2 separate regions of the Capsicum annuum genome follow, and region 2 is linked to region 1. Evidence: chromatin contacts called from public Hi-C data. All regions are on one chromosome and are shown on one strand. The core of a region is the stretch at or near the end of the contact, and the rest is flanking DNA. Distances in the headings are between cores, read along the strand shown.

Region 1 (2,700 bases), core at 179-2,678:
GTTATTGTTGAAATATGGGCCTGTGTGGGCAAAAATCACTAGTCGCGACAAGGAACCAGTCCCAAAATAAAGAGAGAGAAGGCGCATATACGTTGAGATGGCTCAACAATGCAAAATTGCAGCACGCCTAATTTACTTTCAAGAGCAAGAAACAACAAAGACACTGAAGCTCTTCAGTCAATTTCCAAACAAATTATTAATTTAGAATTTCAATGCACTTTTATCAACTTTTGATGCAACCCAAATATACAGAATCGCCCAAACCAGTAAAGTTACGAGATCCTTACTCCCATCTCCACTAAATAATGCATTTTTTAAATATATTTTTAATCCATTATTTTCCTTTTTGTATACCAAGAAAAAGTACCACTCTAGATTTGTTGCATGACGTAAACATTCCCTGAGTATTCACCCCACAAATCAAAGCAGAAAAGTAACTTTAATCCTTCTTCTAATCAAGTAGTCCAGTCAATCACACTCCCTTCAGCACCATATCCATTTTCTTCGGAAACTGCAATAGCCAAAAAGCAGCGACAGACAGCAGTAAGCGCTCCTCTTCCATTGTTGTCATAGGCAGATTGAGAAGAGAATTGATAAATGATACATAGGAGGTTTGAAAATGAAATTCCCACTGATAATTTCTTTTGCATTCTAAAGATGCCAAGTCAATGCAGGAATTTAGAAGTTAAAAAAAAAAATGCATCTCTACTCTTTATTCTGTGTTGGCTGACCCTCTTGGTGTTCCAGATGTATTTTATTGTAATGAACCTGGTATGACGACAGAGTCCATAGATGCACAATCTCTATGGTTAACGTAATAGCGGAAGCATACGTATCCAGCTAGTTTGTTGCACATATTAACAAAATCTCTATGTTGTTTGTAATTAAAAAAGATTATCTTCGTTATCAATAGAAATAAAAGGACAAAATGTGGTCAAAGTATAGAATACAAATCTGGTTAGCACATTTCCTCTTTAATAAAAGCCTGCAAATCAAGCAAAACACCTTTGCGACAATATAAGGAGAAAATGTGGTCAAAGTGTAGAAAATAAGACCTAGTTATAGCACACTTTCAATAAAAGCCGGCAAATCAAACAGAAGTACAAGTTGACACACTAAACGTAAAATACCATGCTGGTGCCAAAATATGTACAACAAAAATGTTTTTACCCTCTGATGTCTATCAAGAGTTAAGAAAATCAAAAGAATATGTTTACGTCCTGGGCATCTTTCAATTACACCATCAAGGGAAAGTAACTGCAATGATTTGAACTGAATAATGGTGTGGCCCAATAACTGTTCTCGAAACATCTATAATTTCTTTCCACGTTGTCCAAAAAATGCATGATGGAACTTATTACTGATATCCCTTTGAATGGGATATAGCATCCCATCAGGTACCAATATCTCCAGCAAGTTAAATATGGTGGTACAAACATTCAAATCAACATTTAGCATTGAAAGCCAATTTGAACAACTCCTGTGACAATACTAACCAGCAAACCTTATTTATCACACATATCTTATCAACTATAACTATTCTTTCAGTTCTCAACTTTGTAGTCAAGCTTATTCTGCAACTAAAGGAACTGAACAGATGATAAGAGTACATGTACCAGGGATGAATGAGTATCAGCTATAGCACATTATAAATTGTTGCTGTTTCATTGACAGAGGTAAACTGGAAGGCCATTTGTCTTCTCCTTTTGATTTCCTAACATGATTATGAGAAATAAAGGTTTCAATTTAGATTAGTTTCTTAGTAGAAGATAAGCCTAGAAGCATGTGCGCAGCACCTGAGCAAAAGCCATTGTGTGCATCTTCTCCTATTGATTAAGCCTTTCAAAGGAATTTCTACATTCTAACTACAGGCAAGGCTAAGCCATCCATCCGCCTTTCATTGCAGGGTAAAAGGGGAGACGGTTCCCAAGGGATGGCTAGTTCGAGTAATACCAATATACACATATTTCTGATTGTAAGCTGAAGTTATGTGCCTGCAAAGCATCTTTTGTTTCTATCGGTTATCAAGTAGATTAATCTTGACCAAGCTATCTTATGTTGAACTCTGCTACTTGGAATATACATCTTGTTTATGAATTTCTCCCCAAAAACAGACCCTTCCAGTTCCAAGTCATACTTTTTTTCCTAACAAATAAATGCAAATTAGAAAATAACTATATGCAGTTTTACATAGCATCTACAAATACTCATATCTCAGAGAAATAAGGCCAACATTCTAACATAACCTCGCAGGATTCAACTTTGTTTACTGATCTTGATATTCATGCAATACTTTTGAGGTGTTGAAGTTCTAATCAAAATCTGTGTAATCTCAAGCAAATTTTCGCCAGTAAGTTGAAATCCGCAATATAGTGTAGTTTATATAGTTGAAACACTACACAAGGAAGCTGTACTTCAGCCCAAAAATTCTAAGTCATATGCAAGCATTATCCATAACTAAAGACCTTATGCATAACATAACAAGAATCAATTACCTAAGAATCTCCCTAGCACAAAAAATATGCAACCTTAAAACCATGCAGACTGTAGTTCCTAACCTTTTTTATGTTTCTTACTTTCTTCCAGTTCCTTACATCTAGCTCTGCATAGTTAAAAATTATCAATCAAATAAGCACCCTAAGTTTGAAAAAAAGAAAATGCAAACCACATATACTTTCAAGTGATGTCTTTTGCGAGGAC
Region 2 (2,700 bases), core at 110-2,609, 41 kb after region 1:
AGTACAAGGCACAACAAGAAAAAGGCAAACCACAAAATGTCATTCCTTGAAAATTGAAAGTTCAACCAGAAAGCAAAACAAGAAACAATTCAACCAAATCAAGACGGGAAGAAGGAGAAAGTCCCAAAATGCTAATTCAACTAACACTAACATACTCCCTCCTTCCCATTTTACTTGTCCCAAATCTCCTAATTTGATTTATCATTTTACTTGTCATTCTTTACAAATGAAGAAGAGAAAAAAAAAAATTCACGTTTTAAACTTTGCATTAATTACTCTCTCTCATTTAATAGGGTACTATGGTAAACTGACTATGTTATTAATTATTTTTCTTAATCAATATGCCAAGTTAAATTGGAACAAGTAAAATGAGACGGAGGGAGTATGTACAAAACCTCAAATATTTGCATGTGAGAACAAGATTTTTACTATGAATAAACAGCAATTCTTAAAAACAGATAAGCGCAAACAATCATGAACAGAACAGAACACAACACCCAAAAAGACTTGCAGAAAGTAGTCAATTTTAATTAACCACTTTCGTTCACCCAAAAAAAAAAAAAAGCCCCAGCTCATTGTATTGGAAGAAAGAAATAACACAAATTTAGCCCTCAAACAAAGAGTACATCAAATCCACAACCAATAACACAAATTAGCAATTTTTTAAAGAAAATAAAAGACAGATGTCCTCATCAACTCAAACAGAAAGCCAACATGGAAGGCGATATAAACAACATATATTAATTTTAAAGAAAAAAGGAAGAGCCGGAAAATCGAACCTTGATGACAATAGATGAGTCCATAGACGCCATGTGTAGGTAAAGATTTCAGTAGACAGTCGACAGTAAAGAGTAGCGTTCCAGGTAAGCCCGCCGAACCTTAAGATTTCACTATAATATATATATAGATATTACGATATACAAAAAAAGAGAGATGATTTCAAAACCCTAACCCTAGAAATTGAGATTCAAGTAAGCGATATAAACGGTGAAACAGTAAGCAGGAGAAGGAGGAAGAAGAAGAAGAAGAGAGAGGAATGAGTAATGTCACGTAATGAATCCACGCGTAACCGTAAGCCGCGCTTCTCTCACTAGAACTAGAAAACCCAAATGCTTATGTGTAGGATTCTCAACTTTTATAGACCTTTTTTGTGGGCAAGCTCCCATATTTCTTTGGTCTTTTTTTATTGTTTATTTAATATTTTAATATTATTAAAACATTTATTATTATTATTTTTTTCCAAAAGTTTATTTCTTGCTCCCAAAGAAATCTACGGTGCTAAGGAAACTAAAAAGTCTTCTAGGACATATCCAGAATGGATAATACTACTATGTTGACGAGATCATGATATGGGATGGTTAAGGTATTAAAAAATTTAATTCTGTATTTTAATTCTTATTATATCAAATTCATTTGATAAAATATTTCTTTTTCATAACTGTCTCTGAATAATTTCATCAAATATTTGGCATCTTTCAAAAATAATAGCTATCAGGTAATTTTGACTATTAAAAGTTACAACAAATGCGAAGAACTCTATAGTATTTTTGTCTCCACTGAAAGTAGTGATACAATATTCTTAAATACAATTTACAATATTTTGTGATGTGGTAAGCTATTAATCACCATTTGTTCGAATTAATAATATACACAATAAAATTTCATAAATACGATCTGTAGAGAGTAAAGTTATGTTCACCTTATCACTATCTTTTTCTTTTCAAGAGGTTGTTTTCAAATGATGCTCCGCTTAATTATAACAAATCAAAGTAAGTATGAATATGAAAAACAATAACTAAAAAATTAATAACTAATATGGAAATAATAACAACAAAAAAATACCCAATAACTAAAATATAATAAAAGAAGGGAAAAGAATATGAATTGACCCATTTTTAAAAAATGGTCCACAGTTGAAAAGGTGGACAACTGTAGCCTATCGGGTAAATTTATTTCTTCTTTTAGCCATTTGCCCAGTAGGCCACATGCAGTTTCTATTCTCAGTTGATACACTTTTATACCATATTGATACACTTTTATACTAGATTGATACGCTTTTTAAAAAAAAAAGAGGGGATCCTATACCTAATTGATACTCTTTTATACCACATTAATACATTTTTATAACAAGATAAAAGAGAAATCTATGCATATGCAATGTCCATATATCCAATTGATACTTTTTTATATTAGATTGATACACTTTATACCATATTGATACACTTTTTAAAAAAAAAAAAAAGAGGAGACCATATACCCAATAGATACTCTTTTATACCACATTAATACACTTCTATAACAAGATAGAAGGGGAATTTATGCATGCATATGCAGTGTCCATATATCCATATAGTCTTTGCAAGCATATACAATATTTATTTTCTATTAAAGACAAATAACAATTTAAAAAAAAAATAGAAAGAATAAGTATATTTTTATTCTATAATTTGATACCAACAAATCTTTCTTTTGTTACGCTTTTCTACTGTAACAGCCAAAGATTTCAAATCAAAACTGAAAAAGCAAAAATAATAAAAAATATTTTAGTGGAATGACTTAAAGAAGTGCAGTTTTTTTGCTTGCTTAACTATTTACCTGTATTAAAATGACTTAAGGAAGTGCAACTTATCTTTACGGCTAAGTGAACCACTACTCACATTCAAGGAAACTGTCTAGTGAACCACTACCAGAATTCACAAT

Evidence for each region. Hi-C and Micro-C count contacts between places; a contact is called where the count stands out from the background.
Region 2: a contact with region 1 is called in a Hi-C map of leaf, with 1.8 times the contacts expected there. The contact joins the promoter of LOC107862590 here to the enhancer-like site in region 1. A contact is called at or near these places in 2 of 5 Hi-C or Micro-C datasets (leaf and placenta).

What each region holds. Positions count from the first base shown.
Region 1 is chr3:246,027,128-246,029,827 of UCD10Xv1.1, forward strand. No RefSeq gene overlaps it. Among protein-coding and RNA genes, the nearest start is that of LOC107862592, 22 kb to the right of the region's middle. Within about 2 kb of position 1,429, at least 3 of the 5 cell types and tissues checked have an H3K27ac peak or open chromatin away from gene starts, as enhancers often do. A contact at or near this core is called in leaf, where this site is marked.
Region 2 is chr3:246,068,295-246,070,994 of UCD10Xv1.1, forward strand. It overlaps LOC107862590 (protein JOKA2), which reads right to left and starts at 1,360. Exons shown (of 7, transcript XM_016708212.2): 1 at 780-1,360. The coding sequence starts at 812.